Linked DNA regions of Zea mays: region 2 is linked to region 1. The links are chromatin contacts, called in public Hi-C maps. All regions are on one chromosome and are shown on one strand. The core of a region is the stretch at or near the end of the contact, and the rest is flanking DNA. Distances in the headings are between cores, read along the strand shown. Region 1 holds the start of LOC100384061. Region 2 holds the start of LOC100274701.

Evidence for each region. Hi-C and Micro-C count contacts between places; a contact is called where the count stands out from the background.
Region 2: a Hi-C map of ear shows a contact between it and region 1, with 3 times the contacts expected there. The contact joins the promoter of LOC100274701 here to the promoter of LOC100384061 in region 1. A contact is called at or near these places in 6 of 25 Hi-C or Micro-C datasets (bundle sheath, ear, endosperm and 3 more).

What each region holds. Positions count from the first base shown.
Region 1 is chr5:19,985,047-19,990,840 of Zm-B73-REFERENCE-NAM-5.0, forward strand. It overlaps LOC100384061, which reads right to left and starts at 2,864. Exons shown (of 2, transcript NM_001384710.1): 1 at 2,608-2,864; 2 at 1,285-2,530. The coding sequence starts at 2,837. The coding sequence ends at 1,522. It overlaps LOC103626062 (protein DEK), which reads left to right. Exons shown (of 12, transcript XM_008646442.2): 12 at 1-451. The coding sequence ends at 103.
Region 2 is chr5:20,179,812-20,185,404 of Zm-B73-REFERENCE-NAM-5.0, forward strand. It overlaps LOC100274701, which reads left to right and starts at 3,431. Exons shown (of 8, transcript NM_001149009.2): 1 at 3,431-3,799. The coding sequence starts at 3,533.

The DNA.
Region 1 (5,794 bases), core at 1,614-4,113:
AGACGAGTTGACCAAGCTATCAGAGGAGGATGAAGAAGGAGAGGGAGACGAAGACGCCGGGAAGAAACAGCAGCAGCCTCAGGCGCAGGAGATCGAGGCATGAGGGATCCGCGGAACCCCGTAGCTGTAGTAGCCACTGTTAATTATCCTGTACTTAGTGCGTATGTGTCGCATGTACAGGCATCCTTTGTTGATTTCAGCCACCAACTTGAGAACCTCACCCCCTGATTGTGTATGCTAAAAGACATGATGTGTAGGCAGCCTCCACACCTTTTAGCTGACTGATCGGAGAGTTACTCTTAGGCAACAACTTGTGTTTCTAGATTTGCAAATGGTGTCTGAAAGACTGAAACTCTGCATTCGCTGTGGCAGGGCGTGTACTTAATTGTTCGTGATAGGTCTGAATAACACATGGATGGACCCTAGTTGTTCGTGTTGCCTTGAGCTTTTACTCGATCCGTTTCTTCTGTGGACTCCCATTTGTGCTTAGAATTGTGTGGGGCGGGTGGTTTTCAGTCTTCAATGGTTGTGTTTTGTTGTCCTGCCTGGGTTAACTTGGTAGGTCCTCCTGTTCGTGAATCTGTACCCGAGCGGGAACTGGATCGGGTGCAGACTGCAGTACTCGCGGTCGCCGACTCGGCAAGGAACGCGCGCCTCGCCCAAGCTTTTTTTGCGACGTCCGTATGTGGTGCCAACTTTTCAGTAATGCCTTAAATTAATCTGTAGTATTGAAGTATTAAGGATTTGTTTGGTTCGTCGTCTAACTTACCATATTTTATCTAACTTTTCTGTATAAGATTAAAATGTTATTTTGTTCTCTGTATAACTTATCACACTTTGTATAACTTTTTTACCAAAGTTAGTTATTCAATTCGAACGACTAACATTAATCAAAGTGTAACATAATTAGCCACGAACCAAACATACCATAATTTTTCAATTTAAACGACTAATCTTAAACAAAGTGTGGTATAATTAGCCATGAACCAAACAATTTCTAATATTCACGAGGATTCTTGCCCTACAGAGATGCACACGTCTAGGGTTAGTTAGACAATCCCATTTTCAAGGAATTTTCGTTAACTATTCAAAATAAAATTTTAGAGAAATTTATCTAAAACTTAAGAGGTTCTGTGGTCAGAATTTAACTATTCAAGGAATTATATGCACACGTCTAGTGTAGCTAAAAAATGAATTCATCTTCATATCTTTAGTTAGGGGTTCTGTGGTCATGGTCGCTCTGAATAGTAGGCATGTACAACAACTTTCATGACATGCTCATTTCTCTTGCATAGATGGTGCCACATTTGATTTCATACTGAAGAGTACACATTTGACCACTAAGAGTAAATGAATTCGTACTCATTGCCCGTGACCACAGAACCCCTAACTCAAACTAAGACACGCATGGAACATAGCACACCCACTACCACACACATGAAACATAACACAATGACCACCACACACATGGAACATACACTACGGAGCCACATCATTTAAAGGACTAAGGTTCAAGTTTCATCACATACTCCCACGTTTGGTCCACAAATGCTCGACAAGATCATTTTGAAGATTGCAAAATCGTTCCTGGCGACGTAGATCAAAGTGATCGATGACCCAATCCGACCTTCCCTCTTGTATGAGTTCGCAATGTGCAGTGGCAGAAGCATTGTCTCCAAAGTCGGTGTTGGCAGCAAACTCCCCTTCATCTTCAATGATCATGTTGTGCATTATTATGCAAGCAGTGATGATCTCGGTTAGACGGTTACGATCCCGTCTGTAAGCAAGACCACGTAGCACTGCCCACCGTGCTTGAAGCACACTGAATGCGCGCTCGATATCTTTCCGGTGACTTTCCTGCATCTGCGTGAAATAGATCTTCTTTTCCTCCCAGGGGTGCCGAATGGCTTTCACAAAAGTTGGCCAGTTAGGGTATATGTCATCGGCTAGGTAGTACCCAAAGTTGTATGCATGTCCGTTTACTGTGTAATGCACGGGGGGCATTTGACCGCTTGTCATTGGGTCAAAAACCGGAGACCTATGTAGCACGTTGATGTCGTTGTTTGTACCAGGCATGCCGAAAAAAGCATGCCAAATCCATAGATCGTACGATGCGACCGCCTCAAGTATCATGGTAGGTCTAGAATTTCGACCACGATAGTTCCTACACTCCCAATGCATGCAATCTATGGACCCCAGCATTCCTGGAAACCCCCTCGACTCGCTATGTTGCATGATGCGTGCAATGTCGGCCTGGTTAGGAGTTCGAAGGTACCACACACTAAAGTATGCAATGAGTGCGCGACAGAAACGAATAAGGCATTGTCTAGCCGTAGACTCGCCTATCTGTATATATTCGTCGATGGCATCAGTAGGTAAGCCGTAAGCTAGGGTCCGCATTGCTGCACATACTTTTTGAAGTGGTCCAAGACCGGCGAGGCCTGTAGCGTCGACCTGTTGAGTGAAGTAACTATCCTGCTGCTGGAGGCCTTGCAAAATACGGAGGAACAATGGCCGACTCATGCGAAACCTAGTAAACACAATAAGTACTGTAACAATGGCCAAAAATTTACAACGCATTTTAACATATCATCTATAGTAATTTACCTTCGGCGAAACATGTGAGCTGGATACACGGGGTTAGGGCCGAAGTAGTGATGGCGGATAAGGTTCTCCCTAGCAAAATGATCCCTAGCGATCACGCGGCGAGGGATAGAAGACTGCCTGCGCCTACGCCTGGTAGCTTCGATGCATAGGGTAAGAAGAGTGGCCAGTATGATTGTGTTGTCGTCACTATCACTCGAATCGGAATCATTGTTGTGAGACACAGGAGCCATTCGGCACGTAGGAGGTGAAATCTTGAAGATAGAAGTGGAGAATGAAGAGAAATGGGTACTCGTGCAAGCCATATATATAGTGGACGACGAAGGTGGCTTGTGCAAGAAGACTGGAGTGCAACGGAAGCTTCAGGTGGCTTGCCGTGCACAGTTGTCGGCCGTGGGTTTGCAACGGAAGACTCGTGCAATCGTGTAGTACAAGTTTGTACTCCGAAAAGACTAGCTGTTACCTCAAAAATATGCAGGACTTCAGGATATTTATAATAGAATAGTACTGTTAGTATAGTCGTTCAAAAAGGAGTGCGATAATTAGTACTTCGTCATGGTTTCGGAAGAATATAACCATATTTAATTGCATTCAAATGTTTGGAGGAGTTATTATATTTCATGTCACATGCGTGCGTAGTTCCAAAAAAATATTTGTTTTCGTAATTATTAGTTTAACACATGGTCGAGGTTAATTTGGACAGACTAAAATAAATTTTCCTAAACGCATTGTCGTTGACGTCCATGCGTTTGAAACAAAAAATATGAGCTACTTCAAGTTGTTGGAATGAAATGGATTTAATAATTAAGTTTTAAAAGTTTTTACAAAAAAAAAACACGATAGTTCTTTCTATTGAAATTAGTGCACCTTAACTACAAATCGTTGTGCAATGCGGGCAAAGGTCAGAACTAATAAAAATGATTTGTAGTTAATATGGTCCGTACACTGAATAGTGGCGTATATGTTTGGAAAATACAAAAAAAAAAAAATTGTACACCCGTTGCCAAACCGTCCGGTCGGTAGAAACAAGAAAATGATAAGAGGTAGTTGATGGTAGTTGGAATGAAATGTATAGTTTATGTGGATGGTGGAGATTTTGGAAAATTTAGAGGGAATCGTTGCGGGAGGAATAAATATAGAGAAGGAAATCTTGATGACGTGGCTGCATAGTTATCTATTTAAGGGTTTAGCCAATCTGTATCACGTGTTAAAAATGTAATCAACTTGTAAACTTCAGCCATTCATAGTTACCTATTGGAGAGTGTGGTTAATCATTATTTGATGTTTTTGGAAACATTAGCCATTCTTTGCGGTTAATCATGACAATGCACGGTTACACTGGTCTTTCTCATGACTTTACACGCCTTATTATGTTTTGCAGTATATACCTTTTTTGTATTATTATAGCCCATATCAGTTGTTTTCTGTAAAGCCTTTTCTTTACCCTCTTAGCAGTTCCTTTAACATTTAACAATGTGTGTGCGTGTGTTTTCGTTGCTGACACTTTTGATGACATTTTTCTGCATTTTCCTGGAGCAGATAGAGGATTGTGTCCAATCAAGATGTCAGGTGCAAACCCAACAACAGCAGCAGGGGATCCACCTCCATTGGCGAATGTAGAATCTGGTGTTTCAGATAAGAATGGTGCTAAGAAGTATGGCTCTGAAGAGAATAGGGAAGTGGCCATGATGTCAATGAAGTGAAGAGTGGCTATGAGCCTATGAAAAATGGCACAGAGTGCGTGGCAGATGAGGCAAATATTGTGGAGACTTATGATACCAACGAAGCCAATTCAATGAAGTTGCCATCGATGTTGCTCAAGCTCAAGGAAGACAAGTTGCGCTCTTTAGCTGCACTATCTCCATCGGCGTCTAGCCGGCTCATCGCCCTGTTGAACATGCCTGGCAAGAAGCTGCTGATTTTGTGCACTCGCGTGCCTTCGTTGACGCTTCGGATTAGTGCCCTCCTCTACGGCTTCGATCACGTCCAGCTCAACCTCGCCTACTTCGACACTAAGGGGTTATCGTCTGCATGGTCTACTTCAGTCGTAGCTTACGCACCGGCGTTCCGACTATGGGAGAATATCTCCATTGTTCTCTAGTGTGTCTGTTCGTTTTACTAACGCTACGACTGCGGGAGGATGTTAAAATATATTAGGCAACTCTTGATATGGGATTATGCGGATATCTCCATTGTTCTCCAGTCTGTCCGTTCGTTTTACTAACGCTACGATTGCGGAAGGATGTTAGAGTATATTAGGCAACTCTTGATATGGTTTGTTTAGGATTGATTGTAATCTCGAGATAACCTTTCTTATTGTAAGAGTATATTAGGCAACTTTTGATATGGTTGGTTTAGTATTGATTGTAATCCTGGGATAACATTTCTTATCTGTAGTTGTAGCCATGTACATCTATATATAATATATTCACTCCAGAGGCTCAATGCAATAGCATCCCACATATTATATGGGGTCTCTCATTTCTACACTTAGTTACATCGCTTATTATAGATGCAATATTTATGCTTCTTATTTTGAACTTTCTAATTGTTGTGTTAATGATGAATTGTGATCAAGGGCTATATATTTTCTTGTATGTGTGAAAATACACAGTAGATTAATTGATATTTTTTATCATCAGAAAGATGGTGGACTAGTGATTTTTTATAATGTAGTTTAAAATGTACCCTTCTGGTTGGTTGTCTCCAGTGGTATCCTCTATATCTATCCTTGCATAATTCTTTAAAAAAATCTCTCCTCTATATCTAACAGTGTTCTTAATATCTTATTCTCTATATGTCAAATACCCATATCAGGGATATATTTTGTTACACAATTTTCTATGTATGTATTTTTAAACCCTCAAATGTCTTATACATATTTTAGTTTTGCTTAATATATCGTCTAAAGCATAAAAATGGATAGATGAGAGGAGCGAGACTATATATAGAGGATGAATGAGTGTTCTCTATATTTACTCTATATTTAGACGAGGCTTTAGAGGACACTCTTTGGAGGCTATAAACAAGGAAATCTTATCTATATTTAAGGTAGAGGAGCATATAGAGTCTCCTGTTAGAGAGCCTTATTTCTACATTTATAACCTATAGTTGCTTTGGACATTCATCTTTTGTGCTGTTTGTATCTTTTGTTTATTTGATATTCGAAGATTCATAAGCGGGACAAATT
Region 2 (5,593 bases), core at 2,181-4,680, 200 kb after region 1:
TAATCTGAAACGAATAGTCTGTTTAACATTAGTGTATCCCTCATCAGAGCTGACTGCACTTCCCAAGCAGGTCCACCTTCATCTTTAGCCTATTTGGCCTTCCTCGTGTAAATTTTGTGAGGGTCTCACACAACCTTGAACTTTGACTATGTGGGTTACCTTTGGGATCTGTCAATAAGGTTGGAAACAACATTATCTGGCATCTACATATTTCGAACAAGATATAAGAGCATCTCCAAGAGATCCTTAAAACCCTTATCCTAATCCTTATACTAGGGAGAAAAGGAAAAAATCATCTTCAACAGTTACCTATCCATCATACGTAAACTACCGTAGGCAGAAAAAATGTCCTCAGCAGCACAAACCTTCGCAGCCTCCTGAGCTCACAATCGAGGCCCATACTTCGTTCCCGCCTTCTTTTCATCGGTTCGCGCCTGTGTTCATGCCTTCTTTTTCACCATTTTGCACCAGCCTGCTCGTAGTGTTTGTTTCATTTCGCACGTTGAGCGCCTGGCTCTCACGTCTTCACTATAGATGAGCAAACGGGCCGCCCGGCACGACACGTCCCGAGCCCGTGCAAGGCACGTCCCAAATCGGCACGGCACGACCAGGCCCACGGGCCAACCGGGCCGGGCCTGCACAGTCCTATGTGCCTGGCCAGAGGCCCAGGCACGGCCCTTCGAGCCGTTTTTCGGGCCGTGCCAGCCCGAAAAGCCCAGGCCCAAAAGTGGATCGGGCCAGCCCGAAGCCCGGTGATAGAAAAACATAATTCAACACAGTTTAAATAGAAAACAGAGATCAAATTGAATTCAACACAATACAACAAAATATACAGAAATTTTGAGCTGTTAGTGCAATGCCGCCTCATTAAAAACCTTTCTAGGTAAAACTCACACCTCGTGAGAAACCCTAGAAAGGAAAAAAGAGTACGGCCAGCTCAGTTTATAATTCAAATGTTCAAAGTTATTACAATTTACAAGCCCAAAGTATCAGGACAGAATATAGATCTAGCCAAAGTATCAGGACAGAATGAGTATCAGGATAGAAAGAGTGAATGACAGATCAAGAATGTTGTGTCCAGACAAAGTATCAAGCCAAACTGTCAGTAGCACCAGCAGCTTCATCTAGCCAGAGGTCCTTGAAGGACTCCTCTAATTCATTATCCACCACAGCATGTTGTGCCCGCTGTTGGTCTAGCTCCCAATCTTTGATGCACACCAACATCTCCACTGTCTCTGAGTTCAAGCGCCGTCGTCGATACTCTAATTTGTCATTGTATAACTTAACCAAGTCTCTAGCAGTTGTAAACCTAGATACTCTAACATATCTAGGGTTGTGAGCATGTTGAATGTAAGCATCCCAAGCATCTGTGTCAGCCATCCCTAAAGGAAGATCAAGTCTAGCAATCAAACGACAAAGCTCAGTTCTAGCCACTTGAGGATCATATTCCCAGTTTCTAAAAGACCCATCAGGGTTCAAAGCAAGTCTAGTTTGAACCATAGCAGCATGATCAGACTTCTTTTTACATGATTTCTGGTGCCTAAGCAAATGTCCAGTGCCAGCATTAGAATTAGCACTCAACCTAGCTTTGCAAAATTTGCAAATACCCGCAATGCGCACCTTCTTACCATTACGGTTTTCTGTGACTTCAGTGAAGTCATCCCAAACAGCAGATCGACGTTTACCAGTGCTAGAAGAAGTCAATGAATCAAGTTCATTAGAGCCAGCAGCATCACTTACTGGTCCGGGATGAGTGCTATCGACACCAAACAAGGCAGCAGCAGCATCTCCCATGTCGTCGACGTCATCGGGAAGCTGCCCTAACTCAACGAGCTCCTCGTTGATGGTTCTAGGGTACCGACCGTTGTCGTCGTCGTCATCCATAACCGCCTTCGATCTCGGCACCGTACCTCGACGGCAGTGGCGGCACTAGCACGACTACGTAGTCGGCCGGCGACCTACAAGCAAGCAGCGAGGCTTAGGGTTAGGGATTGAGATGGCTGACTGGTGGTGAGAAACTGAGGAAGAGTGAGTGAGTGACATACCTGCCAAGCCGGAGCCCGGAGCCGGAGACGAGGGTAAAGTGCACGACGACGGACGACGCGAGAGGGAGAGCCGGAGAAGAGGAGATTAGGGTTAGGGTTAGGGATTGGGATGGCCGACTGGAGAGAGAGCCGGAGAGGGACTTATCTGCCAAGCCGTAGCCCGGAGCCGGAGACGATGACGCGGGACGGCGGGAGGGAGAGCCGGAGTCCGGAGAGCGGAGATTAGGGATTTAGGGTTAGGGATTTCACCGATGCAGAGCCGGAGCCTAGAGAGCGGCGCCGCACGGAACGAATCCGGCAGAGACTACGGCGACGGCCGACGCCCGACGGTGAGGCGGTGAGCAGCAGACGGAGCGAGCAGCGACGGAGAGGTCGAGGGCGAGAGGCGACTGGCGAGCGAGACCGCGAGAGGGAGAGAGCCGAGCGAGCGGACAGCGGAGAGACCGAGAGACGGAGAGAGTGGGAGACGGAGCGGAGAGTGGGGCCAGCCGCGCAGCCACTTGCCCACTTGAGCGGAGAGAGGGAGAGAGCCGCTGGCCGCTCCCGGGACCGGGCCGGTCCGTGCCTGCCGTTTTTAGGCGGGCCGGGCCGTGTCGCCCGACGGGCGTAGCCGGCAGCCGAGACACGGCCTGGTGGAATGGTCCGGGCCGGCCCGGGCACGCATCCAGCCGTGCCGGGCCGTGCTTGGGCCGGGCCAAAAAACCGGGCCGTGTGCCGGGCTACCGGGCTCAGGGCTGCATGCTCATCTATAGTCTTCACCATCACCCCTGCCGCATGCACCTTGTGATTAAACAAAACTGAAATGTCCTGTGCATCAGAGGGGAGACAAGCAACACACCTGTGTTCTAGATTGTGAAAGCGACAAGATAAGCCGTTCAACTTTTTCAACACCGAATCTGAAGTATTTTAACTCGATAATGTGTCGTCTATATATTTAGATTTTGAGAAAAATCTTGGGAGTTGTTGAAGATAGTACTCAGGATTGGAATTAAGTGATTTAGAGAGATCCCAATTATCTTATATTGGAAGATTTATTTTTAAGATCTTTTGGAGATGCTCTAAACTACTGGGACGGAGGGAGTATAAGGCAACAGCTCTTCTATCACAGTACCGCGTCTCCTAATTTACACGAAATCACCGCTAGCGTGATTTTTTAGGCACCACTGTTTTTCCCTCCCAGTCACCGCAGGTTGACCACCGAACAGCGCGGTTGGATTACGCGGTCCCAAGACCCAAGCTTTCTGTCTGGCTTTCTGTCTGGGGTCGGCCCGCTTCGCTCCATGGGCTCATTTGAGCAGCGGAGCCCTTTTTAGGTCTATCCAGTATCGACGCCCTTCTAAAAAACCTAACTCCCTCTCTCCTTGAATTCACTGCGGCCGAAGTCGCTGCCCTGCCGACTCCCGACCGACTCTCCACCTCAGCCCTCAGGGCCGCCGGCTCCTTCCTCCGGTCCTCCCCTCTCCTCCGCCTCGACAAGCGTCGGCGAGATGGTGAAGAGGAGCAAGAAGAGCAAGAGCAAGCGAGTCACGCTGCGGCAGAAGCACAAGGTGCAGCGCAAGGTGAAGGAGCACCACCGCAAGAAGCGCAAGGAGGCCAAGAAGGCGGGCAAGGCCGGCCAGCGGAGGAAGGTCGAGAAGGACCCCGGGATCCCCAACGAGTGGCCCTTCAAGGAGCAGGAGCTCAAGGCGCTCGAGGCCCGACGCGCGCAGGCGCTCCAGGAGCTCGAGCTCAAGAAGCAGGCGCGCAAGGAGAGGGTATGTCATGTCCAAGCCTCCAAGGCCCTGTTGGTTTATCCTCTAGATTATATAATCCAGCTTAAATAAGTTAAGAGACAAACAAACAACGCAGATTTATTAGGTGGAATGGTGGATTATATAGTCTAGATACCTAGATTATGATGATTCATAAGCAGTTCATTAGGTGCTTATATAATCCATAAGCTGGATTGTATCATCCTGGAAGGAAACAAACAGGACCTAAGTCTGACCTGCACCAACCTGACCTGACCCTCCCACTTGCCGTTATCGGTGGTGCTATGCCTGCTGTCAGCTTGTGTCCGGAGGCCAGAGCAAATAGTATTACAGCCGAATCCCACCTGCATTCTGTTTGCAAAGCTAATCCACCTTCCTGTCCCTTCAGTTACATTGTGAAATTAGAAAACCCGTCACGATGCTTTGGTGTCTTGAAGAGCGTTACTTTTCTGCTCACATTAATAGTATAAAACTCTATGCAAGAAAGCTAAGATCATGCAACACTAGGGTTATTATACTGACAGCGCACAGACATCATTGACCATTCTACATGACTGCAACAGACATCTACATGAAAGAAACATTGTCAGCAGTTATGTTCATCGTGATCGAATTGGAAAGCTTTGCTTCACCAGATAGGATAACATTAGCTGTATTATTTATGTTATACGATGATATCTTAGTATAATAATAAAAGTAAAATTATGTTCACTGATGTCGATTGGGGATCTCATTTCTTGTCACGAGAGTAAAACAGAGTAGTAGAGTACAAAACATATAATGCGGTCTTGGCTGCCAACCAAATGCTAGATGAACTGAAATTCGAGCTTGAAAATCATAGCGCAATCTAAAATAATTTCCACGAATAATGATGTATGTATGCATGGCCTAGCAAGCGTCCATAAAGGAGATAACACGTTGCCAGCCATTTTCATGGTTATACAGGGGCGATATGCCCTGCCTGTCCATACCCTCTTGTGCTGTGATAACGCTTCTGCGAAGCATGGATGTGCACACCCGTTCCTCTTAGCCACAAGTCAACCTACTCATGAAATCGCAAGTATCCTTGAGGACTTGAGATGCTGAAAAAGCAAATAACAAAGGACGAAACAGAAGAAAGAAGGTAGTTGATGGAGCAACTCACCCTTTGTGTGCACTACCCACCCATGGTTTATCCTGCAGATCGTGTTATACTCTTCTTTAGATGCTTGCCTATATTGGTAGAGACGTAGAGTACATAGTTACCATTTGATTGTGGCCTGCTACCGTTGGTATCGGCCATGATAGCTTTTGTCCCAACCCTTATTGTCCCTTATTACAATGGAAGGCTTGTTGAACCAATATTTCTGTATGTATAATTGTATTCTCTTGCGAAATTCCTGTCATTAATCCAGACAAGCTGGATGCCCGTCCTTTATTTGGGTCTTTACATTTTAGGCTCACTCTGTCTGGATCATGAACCATGGCTTTTAAAGCAGTAAGGCGAGACAAGGCGTTGGACCACCGCCGGGACGCCTAGGCGAGGTAGGCGGGCAAGGTGCCTAGGCGTTGGACCTCCGCCTGGACGCCTAGGCGACGCCTTAAGAACAGTGTCATGAACTTTCACATAGACTTGACCAATCAATGATTAAGGATCTGTTTGGTTGGGCTGTAGCCGCGAAAAAATTGCTGTGGCCGTGAGCTGTTAAAAAGCTAAAAACCGTTTGGTGGAAACCACTAAAAGCCGCTAAAAGTTCTTCCATATATATTTTCACAGTTCCATCCGAAAGCCGCTAAAAGCAGGTCCAGAGGTGCTTT